Linked DNA regions of Lactuca sativa: region 1 is linked to region 2. The links are chromatin contacts, called in public Hi-C maps. All regions are on one chromosome and are shown on one strand. The core of a region is the stretch at or near the end of the contact, and the rest is flanking DNA. Distances in the headings are between cores, read along the strand shown.

The links. Hi-C and Micro-C count contacts between places; a contact is called where the count stands out from the background.
Region 1: a contact with region 2 is called in a Hi-C map of leaf, with 6 times the contacts expected there. The contact joins the promoter of LOC111886531 here to the promoter of LOC111886469 in region 2. A contact is called at or near these places in 3 of 4 Hi-C or Micro-C datasets (bud, leaf and seed).

Annotation. Positions count from the first base shown.
Region 1 is chr3:12,186,991-12,194,470 of Lsat_Salinas_v11, reverse strand. LOC111886531 (golgin candidate 6) reads right to left here and starts at 2,619. Exons shown (of 19, transcript XM_023882789.3): 1 at 2,434-2,619; 2 at 2,064-2,138; 3 at 1,924-1,976; 4 at 1,261-1,388; 5 at 1,135-1,184; 6 at 609-755; 7 at 438-511; 8 at 300-369; 9 at 157-210; 10 at 1-58. The coding sequence starts at 2,084.
Region 2 is chr3:12,027,100-12,034,593 of Lsat_Salinas_v11, reverse strand. LOC111886469 reads right to left here and starts at 3,113. Exons shown (of 4, transcript XM_023882711.3): 1 at 2,888-3,113; 2 at 1,825-1,989; 3 at 1-1,710. The coding sequence starts at 1,869.

The sequences.
Region 1 (7,480 bases), core at 1,370-3,869, 160 kb before region 2:
TAATGATACTGAAAATCTTCTCAAAAGCACCCTCAAAAACCAAGATTTTTTGGATTTCCTAGTATACCAATCAAAGGACATTAGACAGGAAACAGAGAGTAATGTAACTTTATTGTTAAATAAAGAATTTGGCACTAAATAGGGGAAAAAGATTACCTCTGCTTCACGAGTCAAGTAGGTGAGAAGTAACAAGGCCTCATTCCGTATGACCTACAAGGCAATCAACATAGTGTTTAAGGATAAAAGAAACATTAAACATCATATAAATTAAAGATTTCAACAGATATACCAGTTCATACCTCCCGATCCATAAGCATATCCATAAGCCGAGTTATACCACGGGGGATTGTAAGAATGACTTCCTGTAACCTGAAGGGGACCTCAGTATATGAAATAAAAGGTAAAAAGAAGAAAGAAAAAGAGGGTAGGACACATACCTAATGGGAGAATTTGTTAAAAGGGCAGTCAAAAGTTGAAGTGTATAATATCTTATATAGAAGTCATCCTCTCCCTGTAAACATACTTGATTACAAATCACAGACCATGGAACAAAAAAAAATCAAGAATTCATTGTCTGAGGTGAATATGATCAAGATTAGAAGCCTTACAAGCAAGCTTAAAAGAAGAGAAATGCTTTGTCCATCTCTTGATAGAAGATCAGTGTTCATCAAAGCTGGTTGAACCTCATTTGCACGCAGTTTTGCATGAGCAATCGGTGTTAAGGCACTCACAAGAGTTTCTAGAGCCCCCCGAACCTTTGACAATAAATCAATATATAGCTTTATTAATTGAAAGTGGTTACACCATAAATATGATTTAAAAGAAAACATAAAGAGGAGATGACACGTGCCACACACACCCACAGTTCCAAGACTATGTGTTTCCTAGACACTTGCCTACTTGCAGTTTCTATTTGTTATCGACTAATTCTTAGATGCATATATCAAATGAAAAACAGCATAATCTCAATAAGTGGCTACTCAACTAACTCATTAGGGACTACAATGCTATTATTTGGAAATAATTTGTACTCCAATATGAAACAGGACAAAAGATATCATATTCTATAAGAGTGTAGCATATAACTGCTAGATATCCACCAAAAAAGAAAAGCTGTTGGAGAAGCCTTCAAACCATTTCAACATCATCACGTTCCTTTAAGACACCCAATAGTACAGGAAAGCCTGCAACAGACAAGAATGGATTGTGTTATGGACAAATAAAGCCTTAGATACCAGTATAAGACCAACATATACTCACCCATTTCTCCAAAAGCCAGCTGGGCAGCATGACTTTCTGCAACAACAGATTGAAGCTCTGCCATAGCATTTCTTCTATCATCAGCCAGCTGACCATTACTTATACAATCGAGCAAGCGTTCAACATAGCTACAAATGAACATCCATCCATGAAGTACATTAGCCATGAAGGAGATAAAAAGGTATCCACAACTAATTAGATAGTAATTTAATCAGCTGCTCTATGATATAACAGGTCTGTGTTATCAAGAAATGCATGTATGTAGTGCTTCATTAACAGGATATGGTTTGATTTGTTTAAATTCAAGAGAAAAGGATAAGCAATTATGCTAGCCATTATCAGAATACTGCCCATTGTCAGTGAGAAAAAAGTAGTTAATGCGTCCATGAATTATACAATAGATAGATTGCTGAAGGTATAACAAAATATAGGAACTAGCAATAGAGTAACAATATATGATCTGCAATTGCAGGATCACACCACCACTTAAAAATGATCAAATAAAAACCAAGAATTGGCACCATTGTTTTTGGTAAAACAGAGAAAATAAGCAATCCCATCCACCCCAGGTTGAGCGATGAACTAGAAACCAATATATCTGAAGTGCATAAGAAGGTAAATAATCTGCTGGCTTAAACCAACAACTGGAAAAAGAAAACCAACCTATCTTCATTGGAACTTGAATTCTCGTTTCCAAACACAAGCCCAACAACTCCCTGTATACGTATAAGCTCATTGTCAGGCATGAAAACATTCAAAATAGAGCAAACAAGAACTAGAGCACTGTAATCTCATACAATTACCTTTAAATCCATCTTTTTCATTAGAACTGGAGCAGTTCGAGAATTGATCAATAACAAAGAAAAACTACTTAGAATCTGCAAAATCCATCACAAAATAGTAAAACACCCGATTAAAGAAGAACTGTTCAAAGTTAATCAGAGAATAAAGTATCAAAATTCCTCCCGAATCTTCAGATTTCGTACAGATCAATCAATCACTCAATGCAGACTAAATAAGCTCGACACGCAACGCAATAAAACTGAAAATCGATTGATATGATCGTATTACCTCTGCAGTATACGTTTACGTAATATTTGATACAATCAGCAAAAAATAGGATGATTCAAGAACTAGAAAAAGCCCTAATTATCGATATATATTAAAACGCACCTGAGAGAGTTGGAACTTGATTAGATCGTGTAGAGAGAGACCAGGAGATGGGTCAAAGGGTCGGAACACATAATCATGTTGCTCTTTCGATCCACGACCCGGGCCTTTTTCACACGTGCAGGCCCGTTTTTTGGTACAAACATTATTTGGTTTTTCAAATGCAAAGTTACCAAGGTATTTTATTGTTATTATTTTTTTAAGTTAAACTAGGGATATTTCGTGTTTCGTGGCAGGTGGAAGAAATTATTTGGCGTTCGTTATATATATATATATATATATATATATATATATATATATATATATATATATATATATATATATATATATATATATATATATATATTTGCGTGTGTAAGTTTCGTGGTGGTTAATGCTTTCGTCTTGTATATTTATATAATGTTTGGAGACAGATAAAGGAATATGGTAAAACAACATACATTTATCTCAAGAAGCAAAGCATTACATAAGTGGATGGTGAGGGGAGTAAATCAGAAGATAAACAAACATTTGAACAATCATATTTTTTAAACAAAAGAAGTTTCTTCAAACTTGTTTGAAACCAAAAACTATAAACAATTCAGTTGGGCAACGTCCAGCTTCGTTTTTGTGAGGTAGCAATGAAAAACGGCGTGACCACTGGGACCCCCCCCCTCCCCTCTCCCGTCATGTGGCCCTTTGTTGGCGTTGTAACGATCAAGAACGCACCATTTTTTTCTCCATTTTGACAGTTGAAAAACATTAACATTTTAAAAAGAAAAAAAATTACCTATAAATTTGTAAAATCGTTTATAAATTTAATCACCACTTTTCTTTCTATTCCATATACTTTCAATACATTAAAAAAATGAATCTGTTAAAAAAAATGAATTCGTTCGATGATAGTGATAACGATGATATGTTCGTCTTTATGATGTACGGATATTACACGAATGTGCTACTACAACCAAATTCAACCTCTTTATTAATCAGATGTATGGACGTTAAACAGGGATCACAAAGAAAGGCACATACGTCTAGTTCACGATTATTTTGGATGATTGTGTCTACCATCTACACGATTTCAAAAGAAGGTTTCGTTTGCGGAAAAATATTTCTGTTCGGATAACCAACGCGTTGGAAAGCATGTATTGTTTTTTTTTTTTTTTCAAATATAGCTTTTACATAATTTAAATACATTGTTTCTTTCAAATATAGCTTTTACATAATTTAAATACATTATTTCTTTCGAATATAACTTTTAAATATTAAATATAAATTTATGTATGAATTTTTCCAAATGAGATATGATGCTAGAGGTAAGCGAGAATTCACATGGTTGCAAAAATGTGTTGCCGTAATTAAGCTTATGGCAATGCGAGAGTCGTCTAATTCGATTGACGATTATATGAGAATGTCTTAGAGAACTGTAAGAGAAAGTTTGTATAGATTGGCGATAGGTGTTGTCGAAACCTTCGGTGACGTTTATTTGTGCAAACATCCGTTGAATGATATACAACAACTATATGTGGCGCATGAAGAAAGACACGATTTTTCGGGTATGCTTGGAAGCATTGATTGTACACACTAAAAATGGAGAAATTGTCATGTGGCGTGGACAGGTCAGTACACAGGAGGTCATCATGGAGCGCCTTCGTTGGTATTAGAGATTGTTGATTCATAAGATTTATGGATTTGACATGCTTTTTTCGGGGTTGCGGGTTCGAACAACGACGTTAACATTCTTGATCAGTCACCAATATTTGACGATATTTTGTTAGGAAAGCCATCAAATGCTCATTTCACAGTGAATGGAAATGAATATAAGTTTGGGTATTACCCTACGGATGGAATATATCCAGCATATTCTACATTTGTGAAGGCGTTTTGACACCCAGTGGAACCAAGAGACAATTTTTTCAAGAGAAAACAAAAAGGAGCACGTAAGGATTTGGAACATGTTTTTGGAGTTCTAAAGTCGAAATGACACATAGTTGAACATGCAGTACTACCATATAGGTTAGACGTTCTACAAGATATTATGTATACATGTATCATAATGCATAACATGGTGGTTGAAGATAAAAGACGAAATATTGTGAAGTATTCGGCTTCAGAGCCTATGCGCATGCAAGTTCAACCCGGTACAGCGAAATATTTACATAGGCTCGTAGCTCTTCAATACGCACGAAAACACAAGCAACTTCGAGTATATCTGGTTGATTTTATGTACAATGGAAATGAAAATGAATAAATTAGGGGCAAAATGTATAATTTTATTTTGTTTTTAAATGTTGTTTTTTGTTGTAATGTTTTTTTAGATTTTTAAATGTTATGTTTAATTAAAAAATTAGGTTTTATTTAAATAACATGTTTTAATTAATTTTGTGTTTATAAATATAAAAAATTAAATCGAAAAAAAAATGATGACATGGAGTGTTATAACTAGTTGCCCATTTCCTTCATTTGGTGTTATAGCAACATATTGACATGGCATGTGAGGTGGCAACTTTTGGGTGTGATAACTAGTTACACACACCAACTAGTCTAACGCAGTAATACAAAACAAATTGGAAATTACTTACAGGAAAATATAATTAAAATGTGTTAGTTTGTCTAGGTTTTGGATTTAGAGTTTTGGTTGGGACACGGTGCGGTCTATTGGTGTTTGCGGCGCAGTGGCCGCCATAGCCCCAAAACCCCAGGACTTGGGCTTTGTGCCCTATTTAAACAATACTAACCCCTATGGTTTCTGTAAAACTTTAGCTTCCTTCTTCCAAGACGAAACCATAGCCCTCATCTTGCTTTTTGAAGCTTTAAAGGAGTTTTTGAAGACGAAAGAGAGCTTGTAAATCTTGGAGAAGTTGGCTATAGAGAAGTTTCCACCTTTTAGTCTCTCCTTCTGCATTGTAAGTGACAAAGTTTACTGTTTTATTTGGTTTTATGCATAGATATAAGATCTATCTTGGTTTTTGGTCATTTTTTGTCATTTTGACCTTATGTTCCTGGATTTTGAACAACTCCAAAACTTTGGACAGAAAATATGCATGTTTCCCTACTTTAGAAAGAATAAAAACGAGTGTGATTGGTTTCTTTTGCAACCATGCAAAAGACTATCAACTTAAATGGACTTAATCAAGTTAGGGTTGCAGATTAGGATGAATTTTAGCCCTTGGAATGGTAATGTTGGAGACTTTATCCATTAATTCACTAAAAAGAATTAGATCCGAAGATATTAGCCTTGATATGTATAGATTAAGTGCTTAATGAATTAAGTGTCTTGTCAAGGGAACTGCGGAAAGGATTGGGAAATTCCACAACATGGGAATTAGATGGTATCCACGATTGTTTTTATGCAAGAAGGATGTTCAAAGGAATGTACTTTGAATACGAGACTCCATGACTATAGAATTGTCTTGTTACAATCTCCAATAAAGTATTTTGTAATTTCATTGGCCGAGTCTTGGTGACTTTTGTGCCATGACATTACGAAAGGACTGTTGCATAAAAAGTTAGAATCTAACATATTCTAGTGGTGGGGAGAATTTTGTATTCTTCCACTAATGGATTAGGAATTGTGAAATGAGTGTGATTGAAAATGTTATTCAATTATACTATTTCACAAAGTAAGGATCATAGGTAAACATAGTGTGCATGCTAAGAGCATGGGACAATTGTTGTTATAATTCAAGTAAGAAGTTGATTACCCGAAACAACAAATAATGAATAATCGATATGGTGATTAAATAAAATGTTTTATTTATACCCAAAGATTGGGGCCATATGAGATTAGTATTCTTGTGTTTCACTTTGCATGTTTTGACTTCCCGAATAATAAGATTATTCAAACTCTCCACAGTCGCTCATTTTTTGGAAGTAGGAATGAAAGAAGACTGTCATGAATCTGACTGTAGACTGTCTAAAGTGTTTTAGATATAGCAAAAGTTTGCTGCAGGGTTCATGAGTGCTGCTATAAGATTAGAGTATGGGATTAAACCCACGCTCACTTGGATCACTTCATGGATTTTATCACGAGTGATTGGTGAGATGATAATATCTTATATTCTTGAAACCGAGATGTGTGAGTTGTATCTTGCGAGTCGGTTACACATTGATAATATGTAAACGCACCAGTAACTTGGTGTTATAAAACATATTGTTGTGTGTGATTCGGTGAGTGAGTGCAAGCGAGCATTGAGTCGAAGTTTATTTGTTCCTTTTACCTAAAGTAGGATAAAAGAGATATATGTGGGCCCCTCGATGATTTAGTGATGATACCTTAAGCGCTTGGCCAAGCCGGGACTAATTTGATGTGTTCAATTGTAGTCTGTTGTCAGTCGTCGTAAATCGGAAATTGGGAAACATCACATAGACAGAGAGAATGATTTAAATCCATGTCTCAGTCTATACGATATCTAGAATAGAAGAATATATGATCCCTTATCTAAAGGACGCGTATCCGATAAGATCAGAGTTGACAGCGACTTTTGAAAGCTACGATTGCGGATCCGGATTTGAAGTCATACGCAGAATAGTTATTAGACTTATCCACGTGGGAGACTGTTGGATTAGTGTCTAAGTCCATAACTATTTTGGTATGTGCTTGACCCGATGGTGCATGATCCTTTTTGGTTGCCTTCACCAATGCAACTTGATAGGATGAATTATGGAGAGAGAGAGAGATAGAGGATTAATTATGATTTATTAATATATTATGAGAATAATATATTAAAGGAGAAATCATATTGTTTAATTAATATTAGTCAATAATTAATTAAGAATTAATTTGTGGCTAAAAGACATTAGTTAAACTTAAGGGACTAGAACTGTTAATTGTATGATAGTTGAATATGATGGGTTTGAGCCATAAGAATTTTCCTATGTGCACATGCAAACCCTAATTGCTTGGATCTAGGTTTCTCTAATTGAACATGCATTGAATCCAAGACTTACAATACTAAATCTAATGTAACCAATTGAATCTAATCATATGAATTGGAATCTAGAACAACACATTGGATTACTTGCTTGATACTTCTTCTTCTTGGAGCTTAGAGTCACAATTGTCACT
Region 2 (7,494 bases), core at 1,864-4,363:
TCTTGAAGAGCTTTCTGGTGCTACACATTGGGAATTGTGTTCATGTTCGTTTTCGTTTTCTCTATTGTCGGTGTCACCCTCCGATCCGGATCCTTCCCATGTCTGTATGCTTGATTCCCCCCTCACCTCTCCATCTTCAAATTGAGAATCATATCCAACTGACAACTCCTCTACATTATCAACCTCACTTCCTTGAATGTCACTAGGAAAATTCTCAATACCATTGTCCACACCCACCTGGCATGCCTCTTTCTTATTATAGCTTACAGATGGTGGAGTTGATGCTGACTTTTCAGGTTTGACTTGAAGAGCATCAGAACAAGGTTGATCTTCTGGTAACACTGATGATTGTATGGCAAGAAGTGAACCAATGGCAGACTGGTTTATTGCTTTGTAAGCATCTTGGGGAGTCCTTGGACTCCCTTTGTCAATCAAATTCTCCATGGTCATACAATTGCTAGTAATTAATCTTTTGACCTTAGTTTTATCATCTTCTTCAAAACTAGTTCCACTTTGATGAACTTCATTTTCTAGAGAGGCCACAGTGACAAGTGATAAATTAAGATTCTCATTCTCGGTTGTTTGTAGTGGAGTAGTAATAGCATGATTCACATTACTCCCTGAAACAACGTTTTCTTCTTCTTCTTCTTCCAAGGGACGTGAGTTTATGGAAGGATTAAAACCCAGGGGTAGAGAATAGTCCAATGAAAAGCCTGTGTTAGCAGTCATAGGAAATACCAAATCATTACCATTCTTGTGATTCACATTCACGTGGTTTTTGGAAATGTCACATGTTGGATGCTCCACTTTGACAATACTAGGAACAGCATTATTGGAAATATCAAGATTTTGAGCGTGCAAGGATTTTATATTGTTGACTGTAGCATGAGGAGAAGCCCTGGGAATAACACTAGTAAACAACAGTTTGTTGATATTTTTACTGTTTGGTTTGCGTTCTTCTGATTCTTTTTCATGAATTGTATGAGGTAAACTTCTCAAGTTAGTTAAACTTTTATTGACTAAGTTTTCAGATGCACTTCCAGATACCTGTTCTTGCTTACAAACTTTAGAATTTCCTTCCTTACAGGTGTTGTTTCCCTCAGGGAATGTTGTTTGTATGTTGTGGTCACATTCTGGTGATTCTTCCCATGCCATTACAGTATTCAAGTCCCAGTTTAATCTCTCATCACAAACAGCAGACTTCTGCCCCTGACTTATTACTTGATTGTCTGGGGTGGAATTATCCACTCTAGCCTTGTCTGGAGAAGAACAATCACCATCTTTAAATGGAACTGTTGATGTATGTAATCCAGTTTCTTTAACAGAAATATTAGGCAAGTTCACACTGTTTGGTTCAAGTTTTATAGTGGCACGAGCTTCAAGACTCTTTGTCCCATATGAGCCTAAAGAAATGCCACAAATATCATCACCAGATTTTGGAAACTTTTCTCCATGCACTTTATTATCAATACTACCATTTTGACACAGGGAAGCCACTGTCAAAGATTCAGCAGATGGGCAGCTTGCAGCTGGTTTTGGTTGGATCTGCTGATTTGAAGAATCAAGACATGCTGCAGCACTTTCAGGCATATCTGAGGATGCAGTGTTGTTATGAGGTGGAGATGAAGTTTTAAATACAAATCTCCTTTTCTTAATTGGTAAATGTTCAGCCTTCTCACTGAAGCGACATCCAAGAACAGGGACTTCCAACTGCAGTTCAAGGAAACAGGAAAACTATGAAATTTTGGAAAGTAAAGTTTTTTAGCTAAAAGCATCAATATTAACAAGACATCATCTGAACTAACTGGATTAGGTGAGATTCACCTTGTCAGATCCGGAAACAGGCATTTCCAACCCTTTTGAAGACATGGTGAGTAGTAGTTCTCCACCAGCTATATGAAATATATCTGAGTTCCACGGCCTCCTTTATGAAGTCCTATAACCCTTTGAGACCTTTTTCCAAGTCAAGTCACAAGTAAGTAGCCCAGTCTGCAGTCCAGAAGAAAAGAACATCCTTCAAAATGTGGCATAACATCAAAAAAATGCTATAATGGTTCATATTAGGTAATTTCAAAGTCCCACACTATTAGATGTGGGATCTTATTGTTCCAATGGGAAGATATATCGAGTATACAGAAGCTGATTAGGCAGGCATATCCTTCAACATGAAAAACATGGAACTTCTATACATAACCAATTGTTCTAAACCCAATTCATGGAAAAGGATTACAGTGTCAAAAAGTGCATTCAATACAGGGCAGAATAGAATAGTAACACTTGAGAAGAAATAAAAAACCCTAAGAATAAAATACTCAAGAGGGAGAACACCGCACGCTGTTTTGCCCTGTAAATCTGTAACTGTTTCCACTTGGTTTAATCCTTTGAACTAATATCTAAGGATATTAAATACCACAATTACTGAACCTAGATCGTGCTACATCATTAGTAAAGATAGACGAGTAAATGAACATCCCAGTTGAGCAAGAAGATATAATTTCACAACTTGGCTCCCTGAGAACGTAATTGAAGATCCGGCAAAGCTTCGGTGTAACGTCTATGTCATGAACTCGTCGAAATTAACAGATATATAGTAAAACAAAATCTTAACGAAGGCACTCAATGAAGTCTCAGGCACACGGAATTGAAACAGATAAAAACCAAAGCACTGATATTTCTTCAAGCAGAACCATTACCAGTCCCAAACTCGTTCATTGTTCATTCCAGCACTTCGAACCGGACAAGCATCAGTTTCTCGAAGCAAATAACTTCCATTTTATTTCGTTTCAGATCTACCAACTGAATCGATCTAATACCAAAACCATTCGAATCTCAACCACAACATAAACAGACATACATATGTAATACAAAAAGGTAGGGTTTCGGATACCTGGCGGAAAATCAAAATATACAGATCAAACGAGTCTCGTCAATCCAAACTTTGGCGAACTATTACTATTGGAAAAACAAAATTTTGATCATCAGTGATGCACACAATCGAAGCAAAGAATCGCGCAATCGAGTGGCCTATCGATGAAGGAATGAGGCTTATCGCTGTATATATACAGCGATTATGCTCGTATTCACTAATCACCACGTCATGCTCCATTGTAATATCTTGACGGTTTTGTCCTTGGTTCTTTCTAAAACTACGGTTCACCCTCCCCAACTAATAAATTGAGTTTCTTCGTCATTAATCATCAGTCAAACGAAATAAATGATAAAGATCTAGAAAAAGTATCTTTGATTGTGAAGATTTCCTAAAATATGCTTTGGTTATATAAATTGTCTTCCACAAAAACATACAATTAAATGTTACGAGACTATAAAATTAATTAATAGAAAATAACCATAATTTTGTTTTTTTCCATAAAATAACTAAAAAAAATCATAATAATCACATTTTTAACAATTTATCATTTGCGAAAATCTAGCTGATATGCGATTCTTCTTCTTCTTCTTTTTTTTAGATTTTTGCACGTCACCTTATAATTGTGAGAACCATAAGAGTCTAATGATTGTTATAAAGTTTGTATGAAAATTTTATTTTTTTTTTCATAATTTTCACCGAATAACCTATTTTGAAACAAAAAATATATGACTTCCTGACATTCAAATTATGAGCGTAATATGTCAATGGATAAACCTTGTTATGAAAAAAACACAATTAATTTTTTTTAATTAAAACGAAGTTCGTATTTAAAAGTTATGAAAGATCGAGTTGAGTTTTTTTATATTTTACACCGAATAGCCTACTTTGGAGCTAAAAGATTATGACGTCCCATCATCAAATTTTAGAGTTCAATATGTCCATAGATTTCCCTTGTTACAAATAACACGATGAAGAATAATCAGCTTAACCAGAGTTCACAAAAAAGAGTTCTAAATGTTTGAAGTTAACACAAAAAATGAGATTTTCGCTAGTTACCATATGCGAAAATTTCAAGGTCAACTATGCAAATCATGGCTTTTTAGTCATTTTTCGAATTTTTGGCTATTTTTTAGGAAAAGGACCTTGAAAAAATTGGCTATTATGATCATTTTCTTTAAAAGTAACGGTGTATTTATCGAAAATATTGAAATTCCCCGGCATAAATCTTAATCTGAATATTGGATCAAGAAACTCTAAAAATTGCAGAAGAAATGTAAACTACTAAAAATAAAATATAAAGATAGTATATATTTTAGACTAAATAAAAATACATTAATGTGGGTGCTCAAGCATCTAACGTCTAATAAATATAAATATAAAAAACATTTAATAGTATATCATTCTTCAAACTAAAATGAAAAGGGTTAATAACTTAGGAGGTGATAAGGTTTTAATTTTGTTCATATTAGGTTTTTAAGGTTTTTTTATACATATTACATCAACATGGTTGTTATATAACCGTTTAAAAAAGATAATAAGCTTTTAATTTTATACATATTAGGTCTCTAAGGTCTTTTTTATAAATATTGCACCAACATGGTGACGGGTAATAAGGTTTTAATTTTGTCCACATTAGGTCCATATTTTTAATATTTTTATCATTTCATCTAAATCTTTTACAATTTATATTAGTATCTAGTTAGATGGCTTTATCATTTCATCTTCTCATTTTAGTCGTCTATTCACCACAATCACGGTTTCAATTGAAATGTTACATAACAATTGTCATTTTAACAACACACACACACAAAAAAAAAAAAAAAAAAAAAAAAAAAAAAAAAAAAAAAAACCTAATAATAATAATAATAATAATCAGTGTTAATGATTAAGGCTATGTTTTGCGCGCCACAACTAGCTGATAAGGTGGTTTATTTTTTCGATCTTTTTTAAGTTGTCATGTTTGGCAAGCCAAAAAATTAGCTTATAAACTAGTGTTTTAAAAAGCTACTTAGATTAGTTTTTTAAAAGTTTTTTTTTTAATTTTCCAGATATACCCATTAATTAATTAAGAAAATATAGCTTTTTAAATGTCCTTTTATGTCATTATATAAATTTCTAATAGCTTATAAGTCAGTGGAGGAGCCAAGATCAAAATAAGAGAGTATCCCCGACAAGTAACGGGGTATCCCCGATAAGAAAATATATTTAATCCATTTTGCATCTCAGAATCGATAGTACTTTGCTGTTTTTGAGATAGTTTTTTCTCCATATTCATCATCACCTACAACAATAGCTAAAAAATGTTAGCTCAGCTACTTTGTATGCCTGTTTACAATTCTGCTTTGTATGCCTGTTTACAATTCTGGTTTGTCATATAAATCATTTGTGTAATCCATTGTATCTCTCTGTGTCCATATTGCTCTGTAAACTGTATTCTGATGGGTTTGTATGCTTTAAAGATACTGATATGTAGTAATTTAATGAATTGGATGACTAACATGTTAAGTATGTGATAAAAGCAAACGATATTTTTAAGATATTGATATGCATAATTAACGTATAATTAACGTATATGTATAATGGTAAGGTCATTAAAAAAATTGAATTTCAGTATGCTAGAATACATACCATTATGCTCTTTTTTTTCTAGGGGTATATAAGTCTTTTAAACGTAATCATATGTTTACATTGCATTAGCATAATGGTGTGAATTACAATTATAACCACCAGATGTTAAATATCGTTTTTCAGATTTATCTTCGAAATTATACGATTTCATCGAATGATGATGATCATGCATGGTTCTTCTGTTTTATCATAAATCCTGTCTACTACCCTTCTACTGGATCCATGGTTATGTTCATGGATATGGTCTCTTCTTTTAGTGTAGTTTTACTAAAATTAATATTCATGCTATTGTAACTGTTCCATTTTTTGTTACAGTGATATTTGCTATTACTGTTTATGCATAGAGAAAATATTTCAAACACTAATTTAGATGATAATTGTAAAGCCGCCAAAGGACCGAATACTCGTTGTGTATTCTCTTTATATCAAGAATCAATATTCACATCAAGAGTTCCACCGCCTCCCTCGACAAATACGGTTTTGTTTTCCTTTTTTATGCCCTCTCTTTACATAAACGATTTTCTTTTAATTTAAAAATAATTTTACATAAATATACATTTTTATCTAAATTTACCTAACTATATATCACGAAAATGCTAATTACTTTATCTATATTTGGAGAATTATTATAAGCAAAATTAATGATTATTATAATACGTATCTAAAATAATAAAAAGAATAAGAACCTAGGAAATATTTAAATAACAAATATTTGATATAAATATAATTCTTATCATTAGTAACTTAAAAACTAAACTTATTATGATAGATAATAAGCATACCCTTAAAACCTTTTGCCATAGATATTAGGGTATATGGCTTAGGGTATATGGCTCAAAATACTCGCTATTTGAATTATTTGCATATGGTTGTTTAAAATTGGTGGGAATTAGAGCTACAAGTACGGAATTTGGGATTTCATTATTAGATATCAAGAAAATAGTAATTAAATTTACAAATAAATCATAACAGAGGAGATTAAGGTCTTGTATGGTGAATCAAATTAATGAATTTTAGATAGATATGGTGGAACCTTTACATGTTTTCAATGTCTTCAATGGAAACACAACTAACACGGCAATTACTTTTTCCATATTGCCCATAAATATCAAATCTTTTTCTGACATAAAATGAGTTTACCAACGCCCCTTATTATTCAAACCTTCTACGTTTAAAAGTTAAAACAAACAGAAATTAAGACCTCAAAAGATGACACACACATCGATTTGTTTTTCCCATTCCTTCAATATCGCCTTCATTCGATCGTTTTTCACCGTTGCATTGAAGTTGTTCTTTTTCATGATAATGATTAAGCGATTAACCTTTGAATTCAACATATTATATTCGTTATTTTCCCATTCCTTCAATATCACATTTGGTCAATCGTTTAACAACTATTTAGAATATGTCATTACTAATTTTTAGTAATTTGGGTTCAAATACAAACTTATGCAATAAAGTCTTTGCTTATATGTAAAAGTATTACTTTAATAATTGCTTCATATTTAGAATTTGATATTTTTTTTAATAAACTTGTATAATACACGAGTCTTACACCTAGTAGACATTGAAGTTCTCCCATTTGTTTGATTAATTTTTTTTCTCTGACATTTGTGAATATTTCACACATATTGCCTTTTGTTTTGCTTATTGCTTATCAATTCGACTTATCAGATCACTTCAATTCATTATACGTTTATGGTATACACATTTGTTGCTTCATTAAATCTATAATGGAGTACACTTCGGGCAATAAAAGTAATGTTGCACAAGATCACCCATCCATTGGACGTTACTAAATTCTATTTACTTCATTAGTATTGTTATACAAATGTTTTTGATGAATATGTTACGTTGTAATGCCCGCAGATTCGGTGATGTGTGTAAATGCACTAGTTTTAATCCTACTACTTCAAACACAAAATAAACACACGAAAGGCAGTGTACCTATCAATTAGCAATATAGTTCAAGCAAGTAGGGTATCGAACACAGGGAA